Linked DNA regions of Sus scrofa: all the other regions are linked to region 2. The links are chromatin contacts, called in public Hi-C and HiChIP or PLAC-seq maps. All regions are on one chromosome and are shown on one strand. The core of a region is the stretch at or near the end of the contact, and the rest is flanking DNA. Distances in the headings are between cores, read along the strand shown. Region 1 has its middle 25 kb from the start of FABP4. Region 2 holds the start of FABP5 (fatty acid binding protein 5). Region 3 has its middle 13 kb from the start of PMP2. Region 4 has its middle 45 kb from the start of FABP4.

Region 1 (2,700 bases), core at 44-2,543, 210 kb before region 2:
ACTCGCTATACTGCTTTCCATAGTGGCTGCACCAATTTATATTCCCACCAACAGTGCATGGGGCTTCCCTTTTCTCTATATTCTTGCCCCAATCTCTTATTTGCTGTATTTTCTCTCCTTTTTTCCTTTATTTTTATTTGTTTACTTGGTTATTTTCCTGTGTTACATTTATTTTTTAATTTAATAGAAGTGTACTTGATTTACAGTATTGTGTTAGTTTCAGGTTTAGAGAAAAGTGATTCAGTTATACATATATCCATTCTTTTGCAGCTTCTTTTCCCAGTTGGGTTATTATAGAATATTGAGTAGAGTTCCTTGTGCTATACAGTAGGTTCTTGTTGGTTATGTATTTTACATATAGTAGTGTGTATCTGTTAATCCCAAACTCCTAATTTATCCTTCCCCCACATTTTCCCTTTGGTAACATAGTTTGCTTTCTATGTTAATGAGTCTGTTTCTGTTTTGTAAATTCATTTGTATCTTTTTTCTTTCTTTTTTTTTTTCTTTTCCTTTTTGTCTTCCTAGGGTAGCAGGTATGGCATATGGAAGTTCCTAGGCTAGGGATTGAATCAGAGCTGTAGTCACCAGCCTACACCAGATCCCAACCATGACTGAGACCTACACTACAGCTCACAGCTACACTGTATCCTTAACCCACTGAGTGAGGCCAGGGATGGATGGAACCCACATCCTCATGGATACTTGTTGGGTTTCGTAACCTGCTGAGCCACAATGATAACTCCTCATTTGTGTAATTTTTTATAAGATTCCACATATAAGTGATATGATACTTTTCTTCCTCTGACTTATTCCATTTAGTATGATAATCTCTAATTACATCCATGTTGCTGCAAATGGTAATATTTCATTCTTTTTATGGCTGAACAATGCTCCATTGCATGATGTACCACATCTTTATCCATTCATCTATCAATGGACATTTAGGTTGCTTCCATGTCTTGGCTGTTGTAAATAGCCCTGCAATGAATATTGAGGTCCATGCATATTTTTGAATTAGAGTTTTCTTTGGATATATGTCCAGAAGTGGTATTGCTGGATCATATGGTAGCTCTATTTTTTGTTATTTTAAAGAATCTCCATACTATTCTTTGTAGTGGTTGTGCTATTATACAATCCCACCAACAATGTGGGAGAGTTGCCTTTTTTCTACACCCTCTCCAGCATTTATTGTTTGTAGACTTTTGATGATGGCCATTCTGATTGGTGTGAGGTGACATCCGTTGTGGTTTTGATTTGCACTTCCCTGATGACTAGTGGCACTGAGCATATTTTCACATGGTTGTTGGTCATCTGTATGTATTCTTTGGAGAAATGTCTATTCAGATCCTCTTTCCCCTTTTTAATTGGGCTGTGCATTTTTCTGATGTTGAATTGTATGAGTTCTTTGTATATTTTGTATATAAATTCTTTATTGGATAAATTGACAACAAACATCTTCTCCAATTCAATAGACTACCTTTTGGATCGATTGATAGTTTCCTTTGCTTTGGAAAAGATTTTTAGTTTGATGTAATTCCATTTGTTTAGTTTTGCTTTTTGGTTCCCTTGCCTGAGGAGACATCCAAACAAATATTTCTAAAACTGATGTCAAAGACAAAGGAGGCAAAAATATACAATAGGGAGTAGTTAGCCTCTTCAACATGTGGTCCTGGGAAAACTGGACAGTGACAAGCAAAAGAATCAAACTGGACTACTTTCTCACCCCGTATCCAAAAATAAGTTCAAAATGAATTAAAGCTTAAATGTAAGATCTGAAACCATAAAACATCCAGAATAAAACATAGGCAGTATGCTGGTAGGAGGGACTAGGTCCTGGCTGTGGGGAATCCCATTCCTGATGCTGACTTACTGGTGGACCAGGCTGGGTCATGAGTTGGCCAGCTATGGAAACTGTTGTCCCAGGGAGAGTGCTGATCCATTGGTTTATGGAGTCAGATCCCATGGCAGCTTGCTGGGCAGTCTGAGTTCTTTTGGAGCTGGTTTTGGCCTGCTGGTGGGTTGGTTGGGGCCCATCTCTAGGTGATGCAGGCATGCTGGTGGGTGGGCCAGGTCTTGATACTGTTGATTGCAGTGCCAAGGTGGTCCAAGGGCTATTGTTGGCCTGGTGAGAGGAAGTTTAGGTCCTTGGATCTCTGGCTGTGGGCCTCTGAGGTCCTGGAGTAGGTATTGGCCCATTGGTGGGAGGGGGTCCTGGTGCTGTTCCAACTTTCTTATGAGAGGACCTAGTCCTAATATGGTTTAGTGTAGAGCCATGATTGGTCCAGGGCTAGTATCAGCACAATGGCAGGTGGGTCCAGGGCCCAGGGGGTCCACTAGTGGGTGAGACTGGGTGCTGGGGTTCACATTTACCAGCTGGTGGGCAGGGCCAACAACTGGTTGTGTGGCCCCAGAGGTCCCTGGACTAGCACTGGTTCCTTGTTTGTTTAGTTGTAGATCTTTTCTGCTAGTCTTCAGGTTGTACTCACTGTTAGTTGCTCTGCAAAGAGTTGGAATTTTGTTGTTCTTGTGGGAGGAAGTGAGTTCAGTGTCTTATGCTATCTTGGCCATTCTTATCTTTTGACTTTCTATATATTTGCTACTGCTTGATGGACTCATCCACTAACAAACTTTTGTTTCCAATACTGTTTCAGGATGGTGAATTCTAGAAATTCCCTAGAAGAACAATGCTGCTGAATATAA
Region 2 (2,700 bases), core at 145-2,644:
GTAAACGTTTGTGCAAGGGCGGCTTCTATCTAAAGGATCCCCACAGTCCCAGCAGTGGTCTCAGATAGGATCTTTGCTATGCTACACCATCCAACTTCCTAAAGGCCTGCAACAACGTTCATCTTTATTTGTTAATCTGTCCAGTCTCAACACAGCATACAATCCGTGTCACCAGCTTAGGAAAACAACAAAAGAAAATCAGGCACTATTCTGAATCAGAGAACTTGAATCTTCCTACCTGAGAATCACTCATCCTTGGAAGGCTTTTAAGATGTTAAGTGCTTTCTGCAAGGCCACGCCCATGTTGGACACTAGTTAGAAAACAGCCCCAGGAGGGCCGGCAGTTTGTATGACTGCAGTTTTCCAACAAAGCCTCTTTGCTCCTCACCCTCAAGATGCCGAGGCCAGGGTCGCAGCGCTCGCCCACTCCCAGTACGGGTGATCTTACCGCACCCCTCCCACAGGCCACCGGCTCACTGTGGCGCCCGGCCAGGCGGTGCCAGCAGGTCAGCGCTGCCAGCGCCACGCCTCTGAGCGCTGTTCTGGGGCCTGAAGGCGAGGATGCCCCGACGCTCCCCAGGGAGTTGTGCCAACCCACAGGGTTCTGCGCACCCAGCGAGAGAAGGTGGAGGGCTTGGGGGTGGGGGAGATGCCCCCGGAGCGGAATAGAGGCTGAAGCGGGAAGCCTGGTCCAGACTCTCTAAAGGGTTTCTGATGGAAACCGCGTCCCCGCGGAGACGAAGGAGGGGGACCCGCGCGCCATCTAGGAACAAAAGATGCTGCAGGGTGCTCAAGGGCGAGTGGGTGCGACCACCACGGGGCGAGTGTGAGAGAGTGGACGGTGGCAGGAGGAGGAAGGAGCAGGAGGAGTGGTGGGGGAAGGAAAACAGAAAGTTAGGGGGGCTGCCTGGATAGTCAAAGACATGAAGCTGGAGGTTAGAGGGGGTGAGCGCACTGAAGGGCAGGAAGCAGTGCGGAGCCACCGCGTGGGGCAGGGGAAAGCAGCAGAGAGCGGGGCAAGCTACGAGGCAGATGGTCCCCAGGGTCCTGGGACGAAAGGGAGGCGCCCTCCCCGCCGCTCGCCCGCGTGGTGGGCGTGGGATGTGGAAGGGGCTAAGGGGATCGAGGGTAGGCATTGAGCCTGCCTAGCCCCTGAGCCCAACACGCCGAGGGGGTGCCTTAGGGACACAGTCACACGTGCCACGCTGTCGTGCCGCGTGGCGGCGAACCTCACCTACTTCCTTCATGTACTCGTCAAAGCCTTTGCTCTCCACTAAGCGCCATCTTCCGACCAGCTGCTGGATGGAGGCCATGGCGGGCGCGGACGGGCGTGCGGAGCGAATAAGCGGACTGGTGCCTAGAGCCTGGCGTGCGGGTGCCGGGAGCCTGGCGTGCAGCCGCTGGGCCACTGCGGCTGCTTTATAAAGGCGGCGCGCGCGCTGGGAGGCTCCCTGCGGCCAATGAGAGGCTCGCCTCACCCGCCCGTCCCGCCTCCCCGCCTCCCCTCCCCGCCCCCCAAGCCCCCGGGCCTAACTCCCGGGGGGTCCGTACGTGCGAACCAGCTCCACCTGCCACCTCTGCGAGGGTTCCCCTGGCGCCTCCTGCAAGCGGGGACTCGCCCGGCGTGCCCCACGCCGCCCCGGACGCCAGGCCCTGCCCGTTCTCGTGCCTCTGCAAGTCCAGTAAACCGGGGGGGGCGCTACCGGCGGACACGACATGTCTTTCCTGGGCCAGAGGATCCACCAGCCGCCGCCTCTCTTCCATTCAAAACACCCCCAAACGAATAGATTAGCATTCGCTGGGCTCCGAGGGTAGGGATTGGTTTGAGTGACTGATGGATTGGTAGACTTCTTTTCGTCCCTAATCACTGCTCATAGTCAGGGGACAAACCTGTCTCTTAGCCCCTGGGGAGAGAACTTTTTCTTCCCACGCTCAGGGCACTCCCAGCCTAACTGGGGTCTCTGGATGGGAATATACCTGAGTTAAGTTAGATCATTTTATCAGAAGGTGCCGGGTAGCTGGAAAAGTCCCAGGAAGTTCGGTTTCCAAACTGAGACTGTAGAAGCTATCAGCTTAAGTGACTGCCCTTGCTATTAAGTGTTCCCGTTCAAGAAAGTATTATTATTTGTATTTTCCGCTGAGTGAGCCCTTCAAGCTTTCCTCTCTGACTCCCAAGTCTTAAGACTCCAATGCATTCCCTCTTCACCTTTAATCCTAAGAATATCCTATACTGGGTATAGAATGTTATGCTTTTCAAAGTGTGCGTGTCACAGTATCTTACTTTGTGCTCCCAGGTGCCTGTGGGAGTGAGTTGGTGTGAGGTGAGGAAGTTGCCACACACAGAGGGTAGCCACCTTGGTGGAGGTAAGGTCTATTTGTTGAGTAGCCACTTATGCTGAATGCTGTACTTCCTGGCCACCTTATACCCATTAACTCTGCTCTCCACTCCGTTTTGTGCTACAGAGGGTTACTCCAATTTTCTGAAAGGGAAATCAGGCAGGGAAAGTTTGCAGAGTGGCAGAACCAGAATGCCTGCCCAAGTCCTTCTCATTCAAGAGCTTATGAAATAGGACCACACCTGACTGCCCCTAGCTCCCTGTCCTCCTTATGGGATTAAGAATAGGAGCTACAGCCCTGAATTATACCAAGACACTAGTTCTTGTACCTTCCTTGAACTGAAAGCTGAGGTTGGTTTGTCAT
Region 3 (2,700 bases), core at 150-2,649, 130 kb before region 2:
CTTACTAGCTATGCGTCATTGGGTAAGTTACTTAACCTCCCAAATCCTCAGTATCTTTATCTGTAAAAATGGGGATAATAATAAACTATACATCAAAGAGTTGAGATCAAAAGATAAATTAACATATGTAAAGTGCTTAGAACAGTGGTTGGCAGAGGAAAAACATATTACAAGTATTTTGTTATTATTTCTTAGGGATGCACATAATGTTCAAACATGAGAAATTCACAGGATCTCAGAGCTGCGGATGTGGATTTGTACACCTAGTGACTAACTTTACTAAGAACATTATTTCCACAAAAGTAGAAATAGTCCAGAAGCCTATTAAAATGAATCCATAGAAAACTAACAAGTTCCCTGGTAGCCTAGTGGGTTAGGGATCTGTCAGCATCACTTCTGTGGCTAGGGTTTGATCTCTGGCCTGGGAACTTCTACATGCCATAGACACAGCCAAAAAATAAAAGAAAAAGAAAAACTAACAAACATTTCTATATAACTCCGCTAATCTAAGCAAAATGATAATTGATGATTATCTACTGTAACCTAAACAAAGCCCAAATAAATACATTTAATCCCCAAAGGATAAGTAATTTATCTGATGTCAAGTCTCTTAGAAGTCAGTTCTCTAATATGCAGCCATGTGCTGGAACTGGCTTAAAACTGTCTCAAAAGAGCTGATTATATCATTTTCATAAATTTGGCAAGCTGATTCTTAAACCATTGGTACTTGAGATCACCCATAATAGGAATATTTACACCAGGGAGAGAGTTAAAACATAACCAATTAGAGCTTTGTTTCTTGAGGAGATGGGTTTTTTATTTGTTTGTTTTGTTTTCTTATTAAAGTACAGTCGATTTACAATTTGTGCCAGAGGAAATAGTTTTAAACACTCACTAACACATTATTGTCTAAAAGTAGCATAGTTATTGGATTTTATTAGTAAGAGTCTTAGATTCATGTTGACCATAATATTTCAAATTCTTGACTAAAGATTTACCTGGTGATTTCTTAAAATGACACTGTTGCTTAGCTTTTAGGATGATTTCTTGTAAACCATGTGGTACCTCTCCAAATGTGGCTGCACATTAGAATCACCTGGAAGTTTTTAAACATTCCTTTACTAGATGGCACCGCAGACACATTGAGTCATAATCTAGGTGATGCGTGAGACCCAGGCATAGGTATTTTTCCTAGAACAACCCAGGAAGGGGTGAGAATCACTGTGCCAAATACTTTCAAAGTTAAAATTTTAATGTAGTCTCTTATGTGGCTACCAATTAAAACAGAGTCAAAGGTCATCAAAGCCAGGAGTACCAAATGTTCCCCATGTGACCCTAAATAACAACAGAGAGTGAAAATACCAAATGTTCCCCGTGTGATCCTAAATAACAACAGAGAGTGAAAATACTACTCTAAAATCAACCCAGATGTAATCAGGTCCTTTGTTAGGGAAGGAAGTGTTTACCTCATTGTTATTTCCATGGGAGGCAAAATAATTGGCCAATTCTCCATGACATATGGAAAAGTGAAGGTTTAAAAATAGCAAAATGTGGATCAACAGGGAAAACAAACTATAAAATAATGCTAGACCTTCACCAAAAAGAAATCATCTTTCAGCAGAATTTAGAAAGTAAGGTCAATTTACTCAAAAATGTGGTATGGGACTAAATTTGAAATAACATCTCACCTTTTACTGTCTATTAAAAAAAAGATCAGAGATGGAATGCATAATTCTCAGGTTCCAAGTTCTATGACTAGCTACTAGCTACTGAAATATATTATCCTTCTTTTAGTAACTAACTTGTGTAACAGTTTCAACTGGCCTAGTAGGACAGGGGGACAATTCCAGCAGCACCAAAGGATTGATGTTTCTGCAGTTAAAGCATTTTGAAAACTGCTTCTCTGACAAGTCTAAAGTTTCACATCATTAAGAAGACCAGATAATATCCCTCCGTTGCTGAAATTCCAGATGGACATGAATTTTTGCACAATCTGGCATTTGGCATCAGAGTGTTATTATTCTTGGTCTTCTATAATTACATGTTTTCAGATGATGAATGCATCATTAATGTATATAAACTACATTAAGTTGTAAAATAATGTAGAGTAAGTTGATGATAGGGTTCAATTTTAGGATTTACAATTTTTTTTTGTAAAAAATATTTACAGAGCTATCAACCCCATGCTAACTTTTTCTCCTTTCCAAGAAAAAGAATTCAATAATTCCCTTCACTGTGTGACCATGATAAGATAGCAATGTATTGACATCTACAGTTCTAGTTTGAGAGCTCAACTGAAGAAATTTTTAATTTAAAACATTTACACTCACTGTGTTTGAGTTCTAAAGAGGCTTTGTAAATATTTGCTGGATAAATAAATGCATGAATTATGACCATTTCAATTCTGACCACAATCTCCTGCACACTGAGGTTCCATCCATGCTGAGTTTGAAAATAAACAGATGGTTAGATTTTTACTCAGGTTAGTCAAGGTAAATCCTTTTTCCTAGGAATTTTACAGATAACAAAAAATAATAAGATGCCATTATAATGTGCTGTCACATCTAACTTGCCCTTCCTTGCTCTTGAAATGGCTAGGTCTGGAGTGTTAAACTATAAACAGGAAATCTGTCTGTTTTCTGTTTCTCTGGTAAGTTACATGCATAGCCCAGAGATCATTAAATACCTGACTTAACAGAT
Region 4 (2,700 bases), core at 120-2,619, 230 kb before region 2:
ATAAGAAATATTAATTTCTTTTTTATCTTTTTAGGGCCTCACCCACGGCATATGGAGGTTCCTAGGCTAGGGGTCAAATTGGAGTTGTAGCCACTGGCCTACACCACAGCCATAACAATGTCAGATCCAAGCCACGTCTTCAACCGACACCACAGCTCACAGCAACTCCCGATCCTTAACCCACTGAGCAAGGCCAGGGATCGAACATGCATCCTCATGGATGCTTGTCAGATTCATCTCCACTGAGCCAAGATGGGAACTTCCAAGAATGTTAATTATGAAAGCATCCCAAGTAAGTAAGCAGTTATAGCAAACAGAGCTAAAATCTGTGTTATATAAACTTTTGGCTAAAACCTAGGATCTCAAATTTTAATATGCATACAAATCCCCTAGACTGTTGATAAAATATGCCTATTCTAGGTCCTATCCATAGAGGGACAAATATCTGGGGCCAGAACTTGAAAATTATTTGTTTTTTTTTTTCTTGTCTTTTGTTTTTTTAGGGCAGCACCTGCAGCATATGGAAGTTCCTAGGCTAAGGGTTGAAGCGGAGCTACAGCTGCTGGCCTAAGCCATAGCCCACATCAATGGGATCCGAGCTTTGTCTGTGACCTACACCACAGCTCACAGCAATGCCAGATCCTTAACCCACTGAGTGAGGCCAGGGATTGAACCCGCATCCTCATGGATGTGAGTCGGGTTCATTAACCACTGAGCCATGATGGGAACTCTGAAAATTGTATTTTTAACAATACTGATGAAGACACTTAGCAGAACATATTTTGAGAATCATTTCTCTATTGTCTCAGAAACCAAAGTTCTGCTTTACCTTTTGTAGCAGTTTTCCACACATAGAATTACAGTGAATAAAACTTGTACTGGCAGGTATCAGCGAGGTTATAGCACAGTCCTCTTCAAGTGCTCAATGGCTTACACAGTTGGAGTTTATTTCTAACTTACAATATATATTCAGCATTGTGGTGGGGTTACAGGAGGTTCTGTATGTGGTGGGGAGGAAAGGGGCCGGAAATGGGGCCTAGGGTAATCTGCTCCTCTTAAACTTTCCAGGCCCCAAGCCAAGGGAGGTTCCACTATCTTGTAGCTGGATGATCTAAAGCTTCTGAACTCAGTCAATTAGAGAGGAAAAGAGACACTGGGCTTTTTGTTACTAAGCCTGGAAGTAACTTAACTCATAGAGTTTCATTCATCTTATGGACTCCAACTAGAATACATAATCCACTTACAATACACAATTCATTTATATTTTATGTTTATTGTCTGTTCCCTCATTGTAGAATGTACACTCTTCAAGGAAAAGATTTCTCATCTGTTCTGTTTCACAGAACCCAGGGGTGGTTTCATAATGGTTGCTCAATAAATATCTGTCATTTTAATGAATGCACTCACTAGAGGATTATTATACAATATGCAGGGTGAGGTCCTGATAAAGGAAATGAATTATCACTTTAAAAGTTGTTAAATAGGAGTTCCCGTCGTGACTCAGTGGTTAACAAATCCGACTAGGAACCATGAGGTTGTGGGTTTGATCCCTGGCCTTTCTCAGTGGGTTAAGGATCTGGCATTGCCGTGAGCTGTGGTGTAAGGTAGCAGACGTGGCTTGGATCCTCCATTGCTGTGGCTCTGGCGTAGGCCAGCGGCTACAGCTCTGATTAGACCCCTATCCTGGGAATCTCCATATGCCCTGGGAGCGGCCCAAGAAAATGGCAAAGAGACAAAAAAAAAAAAAAAAGTTGTTAAATAATATGAGATTCCAAATTCCTGTATGATATCAAATGGAAGAAGAATTTTGATAAAAAATGTTTAATAAAGGTGTCCGTACTAAATTAAAAAAAAAAAAACACCCTGCTAGAATTGAAAAGCCTGGAAAATACAGGAGAGTAGAAAGAAATTTGGTGACCACCATTGTCTCAGTTTCAGGAGAGACAGTAAATCATTTTGGCTCAACTCAATGGACATGTCAACTCTGAGATGCATGCATCCCAATAATCATATAACATGGTATTGGAGTAGAGTAGAATTTAATCAGAGATACCTCTAAACTTTGGGGAGGAAGATGCAGACTCTGGTTCATGACTTCCTGGGTGTGAATCCCACCTCTGCCACCAATCATCTGTTTGACTTTGGGCAAGCCACAGACTCTTGTTGACTCACTATTTTCATTTGCAAAAGGGAATAATTATAGTACTTATGTCATAAAGTTGTGAACATTATATGGATTCATATATTAGTACTCTTTGAAGAGGGCCTCACACAATAAATAGTGCTACATAAACAGTAGCGATTGTTGTTGTTGTGACAATTGTTATCATCTTTTTATATCGATGGGGTAAGAAAATAAAATGGGATCTTACCAATGGGGAGTTGGAATTAGTTTCACCCATGTATTTTTAAAGCTGAAACTTGTGATTTTTCACACACACAAAACAAAGTCTTGGCCTATGCAATAAAATATTTTTCAAAAGTTTTACTTACTCCTCGATATATTTTTGGCACTCATAAAACTTTTTCTTCACAAAAGAATCATCCAACAAATTTACTGTTGACAAAGTTGTAAAATAAATGGAATTGTAGATGCCATTCTGAACTACCTGAGAGTAATACAACTGCTGAAAATAAGTTGGCACCAAATAAAATCTTAAAGTTCAAATACAATGATCTATCTGAGCTTAATTTGGTCTT

Evidence for each region. A called contact is a pair of places that touch in the nucleus more often than the background predicts. HiChIP or PLAC-seq counts read pairs in DNA pulled down with a chosen protein or histone mark.
Region 1: a contact with region 2 is called in an H3K27ac HiChIP or PLAC-seq map of alveolar macrophages. The contact joins the enhancer-like site here to the promoter of FABP5 in region 2. A contact is called at or near these places in 17 of 47 Hi-C or Micro-C datasets (alveolar macrophages, blood, brain and 10 more) and 2 of 2 datasets of contacts at active chromatin or transcription factors (alveolar macrophages and skeletal muscle).
Region 3: a Hi-C map of retroperitoneal adipose tissue shows a contact between it and region 2, with 2.5 times the contacts expected there. The contact joins the enhancer-like site here to the promoter of FABP5 in region 2. A contact is called at or near these places in 6 of 47 Hi-C or Micro-C datasets (heart right ventricle, omental adipose tissue, psoas muscle and 2 more) and 2 of 2 datasets of contacts at active chromatin or transcription factors (alveolar macrophages and skeletal muscle).
Region 4: a contact with region 2 is called in an H3K27ac HiChIP or PLAC-seq map of alveolar macrophages. The contact joins the enhancer-like site here to the promoter of FABP5 in region 2. A contact is called at or near these places in 11 of 47 Hi-C or Micro-C datasets (alveolar macrophages, brain, embryonic fibroblasts and 6 more) and 2 of 2 datasets of contacts at active chromatin or transcription factors (alveolar macrophages and skeletal muscle).

Annotation. Positions count from the first base shown.
Region 1 is chr4:55,069,563-55,072,262 of Sscrofa11.1, forward strand. No RefSeq gene overlaps it. Among named protein-coding and RNA genes, the nearest start is that of FABP4, 25 kb to the right of the region's middle. Within about 2 kb of position 1,294, at least 5 of the 83 cell types and tissues checked have an H3K27ac peak or open chromatin away from gene starts, as enhancers often do. A contact at or near this core is called in alveolar macrophages, mesenteric adipose tissue and omental adipose tissue, where this site is marked.
Region 2 is chr4:55,281,191-55,283,890 of Sscrofa11.1, forward strand. FABP5 (fatty acid binding protein 5) reads right to left here and starts at 1,395. Exons shown (of 4, transcript NM_001039746.2): 1 at 1,235-1,395. The coding sequence starts at 1,313.
Region 3 is chr4:55,147,567-55,150,266 of Sscrofa11.1, forward strand. No RefSeq gene overlaps it. Among named protein-coding and RNA genes, the nearest start is that of PMP2, 13 kb to the left of the region's middle. Within about 2 kb of position 1,400, at least 5 of the 83 cell types and tissues checked have an H3K27ac peak or open chromatin away from gene starts, as enhancers often do. A contact at or near this core is called in retroperitoneal adipose tissue, where this site is marked.
Region 4 is chr4:55,050,497-55,053,196 of Sscrofa11.1, forward strand. No RefSeq gene overlaps it. Among named protein-coding and RNA genes, the nearest start is that of FABP4, 45 kb to the right of the region's middle. Within about 2 kb of position 1,370, at least 1 of the 83 cell types and tissues checked has an H3K27ac peak or open chromatin away from gene starts, as enhancers often do. A contact at or near this core is called in alveolar macrophages, where this site is marked.